2 separate regions of the Sus scrofa genome follow, and region 2 is linked to region 1. The links are chromatin contacts, called in public HiChIP or PLAC-seq maps. All regions are on one chromosome and are shown on one strand. Each heading gives the region's core, a stretch centred on a gene start, on an enhancer-like site or on the middle of the called end of the contact. The rest is flanking DNA. Distances are from core to core; before and after follow the strand shown.

The links. HiChIP or PLAC-seq counts read pairs in DNA pulled down with a chosen protein or histone mark.
Region 2: an H3K27ac HiChIP or PLAC-seq map of alveolar macrophages shows a contact between it and region 1. The contact joins the promoter of EGR2 here to the enhancer-like site in region 1. A contact is called at or near these places in 1 of 5 promoter capture datasets (liver), 27 of 47 Hi-C or Micro-C datasets (adipocytes, alveolar macrophages, blood and 16 more) and 2 of 2 datasets of contacts at active chromatin or transcription factors (alveolar macrophages and skeletal muscle).

Annotation. Positions count from the first base shown.
Region 1 is chr14:66,107,012-66,113,396 of Sscrofa11.1, reverse strand. No RefSeq gene overlaps it. Among named protein-coding and RNA genes, the nearest start is that of ADO, 170 kb to the left of the region's middle. Within about 2 kb of position 3,291, at least 3 of the 83 cell types and tissues checked have an H3K27ac peak or open chromatin away from gene starts, as enhancers often do. A contact at or near this core is called in alveolar macrophages, where this site is marked.
Region 2 is chr14:66,285,345-66,291,729 of Sscrofa11.1, reverse strand. EGR2 (early growth response 2) reads left to right here and starts at 3,080. Exons shown (of 2, transcript NM_001097488.1): 1 at 3,080-3,332; 2 at 4,675-5,921. The coding sequence starts at 3,164. The coding sequence ends at 5,921. LOC106506022 (a long non-coding RNA gene) reads right to left here and starts at 309. Exons shown (of 6, transcript XR_001300985.2): 1 at 1-309.

The DNA.
Region 1 (6,385 bases), core at 2,042-4,541:
TTATCTTTTCTGGGAAGGCTTGGGATACCTGCCCTTTATCACTCAGGCTAGGATCCCCTTCGGTGTGTCCACACAGCACCATATGCTTATCATCTCTCTCTATTTTTTCATTTGTCTTTTCATCTTCCTCAAGTAGACTAAATCTTTGAGGGCAGAGATTGAGCCTTATTCAACTTACTGTTTCTACAGACTCTAATAGTCCACATGTTTGGTCATTGCTCCATGGATATTTATTGAATGAATAAATGAATACTTGGTTATAGGGTTGAGGCAGGATCAGTGCTGGTAGAGAAAGCACAATGATAGTGACTCTTCAAAATGTGTAGACTATGCCCTTCCACATGCACGTGGCTTGGATGTTGTCCCTTCAATGAAAGAAACACCCTGAAGAAATATGTCCAAGTAGTATGTTTCCATTTGGATAGGAAATAGTTTGATCCTTCTGAGATATTGTTTTATTTTTTGTGGGAGAACCAAATCAGATAATAGATGATGCCCCTCACCTGTGCATAATATGACAGGGTTTGAAAACATTTTTGCTTCAACAGCTATATTTTTAAAAAGCTACCTTTTATTAAGAGCTTAGTATGTATCATCCCTATTTCACCTGTCACATGCATTTTTTTCATTTATTTCTTATAACAATTCTAAGAGTTTGGTGCAGTGAGATTTACAAATTTGCAAATGAGGTTAGAAACCTGGCCAAAGCCATGTGGCTGGTAATTTCAAAACTGATATTTCAGCCTCTAATGCTCATCCTCTTAATTATAACATGACACCCTTTCTAAGCACAATCAATTCTGTTAATCACCCAGTGAAATAGGCTGGGCTTGTGCCTTTGTTCCTACTTTACCATTGAGGACACTGAGCCCAAGTAACAGAATTTGCCCAAGGACACCTGGTTAGTACCATTGAGACAGGATTCCAGGTCTCCTGACTCTTGGCAATCTGCTAGATCTACTAGAAGTCTTGTCAGTTGAGTGGACACATTTTTTTTTTTTTAAGATGAGAAACCGCAGTTAGGGTTTGTTTGGTAACATATGAAGTTTAGGAACAGCCCCAGCAGCTTTGGTCCTGCAAACCCCCAGGCTGGCTGCACCCTTGTCTCCCTCAGGCATTCTAAGGAAACAGCTCCCTCTTTAGGCCAACTGGAGGAATAGCAGGGACTCCAGGCACAGAGCTCCCAAACTGCACCGCGTACCTGCGAGCATGGTAGAACTCCCCCAGTACTCTGTGGATGTCTTCAAACAGCTTAACTGAGGGTATTATTGTTGGGTGTCCATTAAGAGGTCATATATTATCCAGGATTGTGCAATTGGAAAGTGGCTTTTGTGGCTAGGATTAAATCACATGTTCATCTCAGCTCTGTGACTTTGTAACGCCCAACCTGTGAAGGAATCCAATTGTCTCTCTTCCTGCTTTCTCCACCATGATGGAAAATAAGGAGCCACAGATGGTAGCAGAAGCTGCAGAGGGAGGCAGTCAGCACCAGGCTCGGGGGAAGGGGCGGATCCTGAGCTGCATCCCAAGGGGGTGGGATGGTAGGTTGCTGACCAGACCAAGAAGGAAGAGAAGCATCTGGGTGCCAGCCCTTTTGGTGGTGCAAACTTCTGCATCTAAGGAGCAGAACTGGAAGAGGAGGGGTGAGAGGGTGGGGGACCAAGTAAGGCAGGACCTGAGCAAATATGAGACCCAAGGGAAAAGCTACAGGTTGAGATGTCTCTTCCACACTTAAAACTAATTAATATCATTGGCTGGATGCTCCTAAAATAACTTATCTGGAAGTTAGATTCTAGAGTTACCAAATCGAACTATAATTTAACTCTTAAATTCTCATCCACTTGTCTGAGACAAGCAGTCCCTGAAGAACCCATATTCCATTCTCTTAGGGACAACCTCAAGATGTATATATTGGGGACCACTTTCCTTCCTGTGTGGAGGTCATACAGTTATAGCAAAAAAAGTCTTACCATCAGAGAGCCCTCAGTGACACAGCTTGAAGCCCTTTATTGCACCATAGAATGAGTTGTTCTTCCAGAAAGTAGATAAGCAACTGATACTAGCTCCTCTCTTGAGGCCACCTGGAGGGCCCAAGGGTGTCCACACACCCTCCCAGTGATGCAAACATTCAGTAGAATGTGCCCTTTGCCCCACAGACACAAGAATTCCAAAAGTCGAGAGTGAAGTTTTTGACTTCACTGTGCAGCACTGGGAAAATCCTTCTCTCTGGTTTTACTCTTACCATCTCTGATATAAGTTTGACAAGATTAGGGGTTTCCAGATATGGCTTGCAGAATCTAGAGGATCTTGAGGTGAGGTCCCTGCAGTCTGTCTCATGGACTAGAGAGGCTTCTCTTGCATCTGTGTATCATATTGGGTGTCCACCGAATATTTTTCTTGAACAAAGAGCCTATAACCAAAAAAAAAAAGTTTGAAAATTACTAGACCAGATGATACCTGCTATGGTTCACTCATTTATTCACTCATGCAACAATATTTATTGAGCACTTTCTGTGTGCCAGGTACTATTGTCAAGGAAACAGTGGTGCACATACACACAAAAAAACATATTTCCTTGTGCAATATAAGCTATATTTTAAAATCAGGGGCATTTGGCCTTCCACCATAGACTTGACCTTGAACACAGAAACCACATCCTCATCTTCATATGGGCAACCAGGATGTATACTTTTGCACACATTTAACTTCCTGTTTTTTGGTAGTCTCATTTCCTCGCGAGAAGTTGAAGTAGCTTGATTGTTCAGTGTATGGTATCCACAGACTCCCAAAGTGTTAAAGTGATTTTCCTAACCAGGAATTAGGATGATTGAGTTGATAAAAAAGCTTTTTAAAAATAATTTGTTTATAGGAACATTCTTCTAAAAGATACAAAAACAGTTACATTTTTTGAATCAACAGTTTTTTTTAACTTAAAAGAATAAAATTTCATGGGAAGAAATTTAAAATTTATCATAATAATTCAGTTAAAATGTTACTTTTATGGTCTTTTCTGTCATTCATCCACTTATAGGTATTTGAAAAAAAAAAAAAAAAAAGAAAAGAAACAGATTGAGAGCCTACTCTCTTACAGTTCCCCCCCCTCCCCAGGCATGTTCACATGCATCTCTTGCCTCACTTAATCTTCAGAGCAATTCTGCAAGAGGTATTTACCAATTTTTAGAAATAATGAAACTGAAGCTTAATATCTTTCTCAAGTTCACAAAGACAGTAAGAAGTCCACATTTGAAATCCAGAGCTGTCTGATCCTAAAGCCAGTCTGTGTTTTTCCTGCCACGTGGTGCAACCACTCCACTTGCTCAATATTATTGTTCACAGTTCTTTGCAATCACCTTTAGGCACATTTCTGAGTAATCAGTAGAAAAATCAAAGTGCTATTTTATCATTTCAAAGGTCATCCATGAGTTGTCTAACCCTCTATTCAGACGTGAAGCGACAAGTGTGTACATTTCCTGATTTAGCATTGGGAATTTAGGAATGCCAAATTCTAGGCACCAATGTCTTCTGATTTGTAGATAGTCTTACCTTGTCTGAACTGGCTACCAAGTTTGCCTTACATTAAGGATACAAAGTTCTTTAAAAGTAGGATTTTTATAACCAAGCAGTTAATGGCAAAAACAATTTTATTTTCCTTTAGATTATCCCGTTCAGAGTTTTATCATCCAAATAAAAAAAAATAAGGGATAATTGATGAAGACTAGTAAATTTTAGGCCCTCAAAGTCTTCATAATTAAAAGTATTCATATATAATTTCCTTGAAAAGAGCTATAAAATTCCAAATCATTGTGATTATCAACAATTTTCTTAGAGAATTTTTAATTTGTAAAGCAAAAATAGGCTTCTCTCCTCAAAATCCTAATACCAGCACACATACTCACATTTGGCTACCAATGCCTACTTTTCCATTTTCCATCTGAACATGCTCCATCCTGCCCTTTTCCCGAATTTTGGAAATTGGATTGTAAAAATAAACGATATAAATGTATGACTGGGTCACTTTGCTGTACAGTCAAAATTAACAGAACACTGTAAATCACCTATAATGGAAAAAATAAAAATCACAATAAAAAAATAAAAAAATAAATAATATAGCTGCAGAATAGTCAAACCGATGTTGAAAAATTATAAAGTTAGAGGACTCACATTTCCCAATTTCAAAAACTATACTTTTTACCATAAAACTATAGTAATCAAGACAGTAGAACTGGGAGTCCAGAAATAGACCTTTAGTTCTATGGTCACATGATTTTTTACAAGAATGCCATGAAAATTCAATGTTTAGAAAGAAACAAGTCTTTTCAGCAAATGATGCTGGGATCACCATGTGCAAAATAATGAAGTTGAACTCCTACCTCACACTTATGTAAAAATTAACTCAAAATAGATCATACACCTAAATGTAAGAGCTGAAACTATAAAATTCTTAGAAGAAAGCATAGGAGTAAATCTTTGTTACCTTGGATTTAGGTAATGGTTTCTAAATGCACAAGGACAAAAATTAAATAAATAAATAAATAGCAACTTCATTAAAATTAAGACTCGTAGCTGAGTGTGACCAGGTGACTGGGTTCTACCCAGTGAAATACGAAGCTGATTGATACTTCCTGGCCTGAACTATAACCTTATTCCAATGAAGCAACCTCCAAGGAAACTGAGGGTATCAGACCAGCCATTACAGGGATGTGACCTGGGTCCCTGACTGAGTAGAAGTCATGGTTCAGGGACCTCCATGGAACCAAAACATGAGTAAGAAATAAACTTTCCCCAAAGAAATAGCAAAAAGACAAAAAAAAAAATAAAATAAAATAAATAAATAAATAAATAAATAAATAAATTAAAAAAAAAAAAAAAAAAAGGAGTTCCCGTCGTGGCGCAGTGGTTAACGAATCCGACTACCATGAGGTTGCGGGTTCAGTCCCTGCCCTTGCTCAGTGGGTTAACGATCGGCGTTGCCGTGAGCTGTGGTGTAGGTTGCAGACGCGGCTCGGATCCTGCGTTGCTGTGGCTCTGGCGTAGGCCAGTGGCTACAGCTCCGATTCGACCCCTAGCCTGGGAACCTCCATATGCCGTGGGAGCGGCCCAAAGAAATAGCAAAAAGACAAAAAATAAAAAAATTAAAAAATAAATTTAAAAAAAGAAATAAACTTCCATTGTCTTTTGTCACTGAGATTTGGAAGCTGTTTGTTACAACACTTAGCTTGACCTAATCAATACCTACAACAGTTATGAAAATTATCACTCAGGATCTCTGAAAATTTTCTTAAGAGTGATTCATCATTTTTAACTTAACATCATTTTAACATCAAAGTTAACCATAAAGAAGTGGAAATATCACTGCTATCCTTCAAGGATAGGTGTTAGTCTTGAAAATCTTACATTCAAACATAATCAAATTTGTCTGCAAAGCAGTTGGATAAAATCACAAAATGTTTCAGTGTCTCCAGTTGTAGTGTATAAATATGAAAACATTTCAGTATTTTATAATATCAACTTCCACATCAACTGGAAGGACTTCAGATGTGTTATTCATATAATTCTTTCAAGCTTATGCCATTGGCATCTATTCTCACCAATGTTACACTACAGTTGCTTGATAATTTCCAAAAAATATTTAGATAAGACTTTGTATGTTTTGCACCTCAAGTTAGTATTAATGCTGTCATATTCTTTACCAATAATCTTATCGAGTGTCATATGACTCATAATAGAAGACAAAAACAAAACATTAGTTACTTGTTTAACTTGGCAGGATGTCAAGGTCGAAAACTTTCATATTAACTCCAGTGTTAGCTTTTTTTTTTTAAACAGCTTCATTGAAGTATAATTGTATAATTCCATCTAAATGATATATCCACAAATTTATCCATTGTAAGTGTACAATTAAATGATTTTTAGTAAATTAGAAGAGTTGTTCAACATCTCTATCATTCAGTTTTATAACACTTCTATCACCACAAAATGATTTTATTTATTTATTTATTTATTTTTGCTTTTTAGGGCCACATTCGTGGCATATGAAAGTTCCCAGGCTAGGGGTCTAATCAGAGCTGTAGCCACCGGCCCACACCACCGCCACAGCAATGCCAGATCTAAGCTGCATCTGCAACCTATACCACAGCTTGCGGCAATGCCGGATGCTTAACCCACTGAGCGAGGCCAGGGATCAAACCTGCAACCTCATGGTTCCTAGTTGGATGTGTTTCCACTGAGCCATGATGGGAACTCTGATTTTTCGTTTTTGTTTGCCATCAACCTCCATTCTTCCCCCCAGGCTCAAGCAACATCAGTCTACTTTCTGTATTTACAAATTTGTGTTTTCTGAATGTTTCATAGGAATAGAATCATATAACATATAACTTTTACTCCT
Region 2 (6,385 bases), core at 1,831-4,330, 180 kb before region 1:
GGCTGGCTCGACGTGGCGCAGCTCTTAAGGGAGGTGTGAGTTGTTGGAAAGCTGCGAATAATTCCAGTGTCAGTCGCTCCCATTTACTCGAACGTGCTTCTGAGACTGGGCGATTAAGCCCGCCTCTCCTCTTTGGGGTCCCATCCCCCACCTGACCCCCAATGGGCCGCCTCCTTCGGGAAGTGTAGCAGCCAAAGACCTCAAGGCTTATTCTCTCCAGGGCCGCCCCCAGCCTGCGTCCTGCCCTCAGCGCCCAGCTCGCCCAGCACTCCAGGAGCTCCCCCTCGGGGTGGCGCGCTGTGGCCGCCAGCCGGGTTGGCAGCAGCGCCCACCACGGGGCGGCCCCTGCGACTCACCCGCCCGCCAGTTCGTCCGCCCACGTGCGTGGAGAGGAGCGAAGCGCAACCAGTTGCCGCGCCCGCCCTTGCTGCCGGTGGGTACCTAACCTCGGAGGCCGGCGGGGGCCAAGCCCGGGGGCCGTAACCCGAGCCCCGCTGACACAACCCATATTTGCATAATTCGGTACCCCCCTTCTTTCGGACTCAGGGCTGGAGATGCGAGTCGGGCTACCCTCCGAGGCGTCGTCTTGCCGGTGGTCATCACGGGGGCCGCGGGACCTGCCGGAGCGCAGGCGGAGCGGGCTGGCGCACGTGGTAAGAGCGCAGCTTTCTTTTCTTTTTTTAGTAACGGGACTTTTCAAGTTTTTGCCGAGGGTGGGGTACCAACAAGGGTGCTAATCTTCCTGCGATTTTCTTCCTTTCCCCTTTTATTTTTATTTCCAATTGGAAAAGAGCCCGCAGTGCAAGCGAGAAACTTTCCTAAATTTTCTCTGTGCGTTTGAAGTCAGGAAGATGGCCGGCCCCGGGAGAACCAATTTCGCTGTGGGCAAGGGGGAGAAGCGACACTCGGGAGGAGGAGCAGATGCCGCTCACCGCCGCCCCGGTCCTGACTTCGGCGCACAGGACCGGGAGGGAGTGGGCTCGCAGCGGCGGCGGCCGCGGCAGGTGAGCGGCTGGAGGAGCCGCCTGCAGCGCCTCGCTTCTTCCACGGCGTGGCGCCGTGGTTCTCGGCCTCCCAGGCCCCCACGAGGCTAGGACCATCCTGGCTGGCGGTGGGGAAGGGCAGGGCCGGGACCTAGAGGTTGCCTGGCGCTCTATCCCAGGCCTTGGCTGCTTTGAGGCGGGAAAGGGTCTGGCAGGCGGCTGCTCACCAGGCTTGAGCAACTGGGACTAACCTCCTTTGGGACCCTGGCCAGACCTGGAGCGCTCCCGGCGTGGGTCGGGATGCGCCTGGGGGTGGGAGTGGTGTGTGCAGCCAGCCAGAACCCGTCGCTATCTGGACCCCTGAAAAGTTTTTAAAAATTGCTTTGGGTGCTTTGGAAACTAAGCAGAAAGGTTCCCATCGAAGTCAGTTTATTTTACAGGGGAAAGCGTGTAGGGTGATGGCGACTCGAAACTGGCGTTAGAGTCACCATTTGCTGCTACTCTGGACCTCGCTGGGCTCCCTAAAATAACTGTTGAACAGGGAAAGGAAGAATATTCCTCACGTGTGTGTTTTGGAGTAGGGCTCAGGTGCAGGTAGAGCACACCTCCGGAGCGTAGGCTTTCGGGGGGGGGGGGGGTAGGGAGACTGCGGTGACAGCCGGTACAGGCACTGAAGGTGAGGCTGGGTGTCTCCGCAGGGCATCTTGTCCAGCAAACCCGGGTGCCTACTCTGCCGACTGGACACTCCATTGGCGAGGCGGGTGCACGGGCGCGCTGTCAGTAGGGAGGTGTGTAGCGTAAGGTGTGCGAGTGGATGTGTGAAGAAGGCGGCGGGGGCAGGACTGTGTGTGGCGGAAGTGGAGCGTGTGTGAGTGTACGAGTGTGTGTGTTTGTGTGTGTGTGTCGGGGCAGGGTGAGTGTCCAAGCCTCCATCTGGACGCCCCCACACAGCAGACCGCCCAGACAAGCCGGGAAGGGCGCCCGGTCCGCGTAGCAGCTGAAGGGGGGCGGGGAGCGCGCGGGCAGAAAAAAAGGGAGGGGGGGTGTCGCCGGTTGAGGATTTCTTTCGAAGCTCCCCGCAGTTATTTGCTTCTCCTAGGGTCTACCCTCCCCCCGCCTCAAGGTGCCCAAAATACTTAAACAAACAAACAACCCCAAACCTGTTCCGTTTTCGCTCCTGTATAAATAGAACAGACTTTCCAAAAAAGCAATACCGCATTCACTCTTATCACCAGCCACTTCTTTCCACCAAGTAATTCAGAAAAAAGCAGTCAGCTTCCGTGAATGCATGCAGCCTTTTTTTTTTTTTTTTTTTTTTTCTTCGCTGCCTCCTTTTGCTTGCGGTTTTGAGCTGCCAAGAAAGTGAGTAGGGGTTTGACTGTAGTGTCTCGGCTCCGCTCGGTTTCTTTCCGAAGTTTAATTTTCCGGAATGGCTCCCAAACAAGGGCTGGGGAGGCGGAGCTGCCGGCACCGGATCTTCGCCTTTTTTGGAAAGTCCCGGAGAACCGGAATTCCTCCCCGCCCGGGAGGCTGCGCCACAGCCCGGACCCGCTCGTTCTCGCACAATGACCTGAGCCCGACCGGTGGTGCACCCCATCCCTGCCTTGCCCAGCGCTCTGGACCCGGGCTTCGGCTTGGGCCGTGTTCCCCAGACCCCTGCGGATCCTCCCGGGCTGCGAGCCGGGAGTCGCGAGCCCGCAGGAGCCCGCGCAGCCGAGCCCCTATGCAAATTGGCCATGTGACGGCAAAAGCTGCCTGGCCCAGCCCTGTTCCTCAGTCCATATATGGGCAGTGACGTCACGGGCATTGAGGGCCTGCCCATAAATACTTAGAGCAACACTTTCCGTCTAACCCAGAGAGCAGCAATTGATTAATAGCTCGGCGAGGGGGACACACTGACTGTTATAATAACACTACACCAGCAACTCCTGGCTTCCCAGCCGGAACACAGGAGAGAGTCAGTGGCAAATAGCCATTTTTCTTCTTTAAAAAAACCCAGCAACTTGTTTGCTAGTTTTATTTTTGTTGATTTTTTTTTTTTTTTGAGGGGGGATAGTTGCTTTAAGTGTGGAGGGCAAAAGGAGATACCAGCCTAGGCTCAGTCCAATCCCTCTCCAAAACGGCTTCTCTGACACTCCAGGTAGCCAGGGAGTTGGGTCTCCAGGTTGTGCGAGGAGCAAATGATGACCGCCAAGGCCGTAGACAAAATCCCAGTAACTCTCAGTGGTTTTGTGCACCAGCTGTCTGACAACATCTATCCGGTGGAGGACCTCGCCGCCACGTCGGTGACCATCTTTCCCAATGCCGAACTGGGAAGCCCCTTTGACCAGATGAACGGAGTGGCCGGAGGTAAGCGCGTGCCCCCTCCTCGGGCCTGGACCCAAGCAGCTCGAAGTTGGTGGGTTTTGGTGCGTGTGTTGAACTTGGAGGAGAGGGTTGGGGCACGAGGTGGACGGTGTTGACTGAACTGACTTTGAGGAATTGGACGGGGGTGCAGGAGGAGCCCGCGGGAGCGGGGAAGGGCGTTAAAACTGGGCGCGCGGGCAGATGCACCAGGTTGCCAGCGAGCGGGCGGGCGTGAGCCGTGGTGCTCCCAGCTCCCGGGGGACGCAGGGATGAAAGTAGGAGAGGTGCCCCGCCAGGCTTCGGCGCCTGTGTGGGCCTTTCTGCCGGCTGCACGCCGTCCTCCCCTCTCCCGGGGTAGGGGCAAAGTGACGAGAAAGTTTGGGGCTCTGGAGGAAAGCTGAGCGTCTGGAGAGCCAAGCGGCGGCGAAGCGCCAGAGAAAAGCATCTGCCGCTCCCTCCTGGGCAAAGGGGACCCCGCGACTCACTCCCCCTGCAGCCTGAAGGAGCGCCCCCACCTGCGCGCCGCCAGTGAAGTTGAGACGGGATTGGCGAGGCGGGAAGGAGGAGGTGGAGGGAGGGCATCCGCGGGAAGCGGCCTCCCTGGCTGCGGAGGGAGGCCCGCAGGGCATCGGCGCCCCAAGTTTCCTTGGCAGTGCGGTGGAAAGTGGTCTCCCGCAACCCTCGCAGACCCCACGCCTTCCTCAAAGCCTGCCACTGTCTTTGGGCTGAGGCGAGGACGCGCGGATGTCGGGCAAGACCGAAAAGGTTGGGAGGGAAGAGAAACCTAGAGACTTCCACCACAGAGCCAGATTCCCTCCAGCAGCCTTCAGCTGAAGCGCAGCGGGAGAGGGAGGGAAGGAAGGCAGGCATCTGGAACTGGGAGCAGCCGGGAAATCATTGACCCCCTTCTTTGCTTCACCTCTCCGGCTGACACCTTTGCAGCACTGGCTGGGATCAGTCTCCAGGGTGATGTCTGCCGTGGACCCCCAGGCAAAGGAGAGGGAGAGAAGTTCCAGGCAGATGGGGAAATTTTAATATTGTTGTTGCTATTATTGGGTGTTTTTACTGGGGAGTAGAGCCACAGATGGCTGTATGTGGGGGTTGGGTGTAGCTCATTTTGCTTTTCTGGGGGAAGTTTGAGTCCCAAACTGTCACTGGCTGCCACAGTAGGATCTTGGGCTAGCCTCTGTCTTTTGGTCACCATGTCCTCACCTGTTGGACACTGTCCCAGCTCTAAAGGGCTAGGATCCTGGGCCTTAGGGTTGGACTCACGAGAGGAGGGTGAGAAGGGATTCTTGGCTGAATTCTTATTGCTCCACCTCCCTTCTTCCTTTCCCCTCCCCAGATGGCATGATCAACATTGACATGACTGGAGAGAAGAGGTCCTTGGATCTCCCATATCCCAGCAGCTTTGCTCCTGTCTCTGCACCCCGAAACCAGACCTTCACTTACATGGGCAAGTTCTCCATTGACCCCCAGTACCCTGGTGCCAGCTGCTACCCAGAAGGCATCATCAACATTGTGAGTGCAGGTATCCTGCAAGGGGTCACCTCCCCAGCATCCACCACGGCCTCATCCAACGTGACCTCAGCTTCTCCCAACCCACTGGCCACTGGACCCTTGGGTGTGTGCACCATGTCCCAGACCCAGCCTGACTTGGACCACCTCTACTCTCCACCGCCGCCTCCTCCTTATTCTGGCTGTGCAGGAGACCTCTACCAGGACCCCTCGGCGTTCCTTTCAGCAGCCACCACCTCCACCTCCTCCTCTCTGGCCTACCCACCACCTCCATCCTACCCGTCCCCCAAGCCAGCCACGGACCCAGGTCTCTTCCCCATGATCCCAGACTATCCTGGATTTTTCCCATCGCAGTGCCAGAGAGACCTACATGGTACAGCTGGCCCAGACCGCAAGCCCTTCCCCTGCCCCCTGGACTCCCTGCGAGTCCCCCCTCCACTCACTCCACTCTCCACCATCCGAAACTTTACCCTGGGGGGGCCCAGTGCTGGGACCACAGGGCCAGGGGCCAGTGGAGGCAGCGAGGGACCACGGCTACCTGGCAGCTCGGCAGCGGCTGCTGCTGCCGCCTATAACCCACATCATCTGCCACTTCGGCCCATTCTGAGGCCTCGAAAGTACCCCAACAGACCTAGCAAGACCCCAGTGCATGAAAGGCCCTACCCTTGCCCAGCAGAAGGCTGTGACCGTCGCTTCTCCCGCTCAGATGAGCTCACAAGGCACATCCGAATCCACACAGGGCATAAGCCCTTCCAGTGTCGGATCTGCATGCGCAACTTCAGCCGCAGCGATCACCTTACTACCCACATCCGCACCCACACTGGTGAGAAGCCCTTCGCTTGTGATTACTGTGGCCGCAAGTTTGCCCGGAGTGATGAGAGGAAGCGCCACACCAAGATCCACCTGAGACAGAAGGAACGCAAGAGCAGTGCCCCATCCTCATCAGTGCCGGCTGCCTCTACCGCCTCCTGCACTGGTGGCGCACAACCTGGGGGGCCCCTGTGCAGCAGCAACAGCAGCACTATTGGTGGAGGGTCCCTCGGCCCTTGCTCATCTCGGACCCGGACACCTTGAAATGAGACTCAGGCTGACACAGGAGCTCCTTGAGGCCCCAGAGGCCCTTTGTCCACTCGAGCTGCACGACAAACACTACCACCCATTCCTGCCCTTCCTTCGTTTTGTTGGGCAAAGGGCCTTGGTGGAGCCTAGCACTGCCCCAACCCCCATTTCCACTTAGAAGCAGGACCTTCCTAAAACTTAGCCCACCTTAGTCTCTCTTAGGTGAGTTGACTGTCACCCCAAGGTAATGGGGAGGCTCAAAAGGAGGTTGGGTGGAGGGCCTTGGCCTAGAGGGCTGAGGCCTGACCCTACTTTAAAGGGTTGTTTGACAAAGTTTTGCTCCCCCCCTCCCTTATTTTGACTGGTTATAGGTTTTTGACTCTGGATGACAGCATTGATGAGACTTTTTCTACAGTAGGTTGGGAGATGCTGATCCCTTCAGGTGGGGACAGCAAAGAGACAGAAGCAAAACTGATATG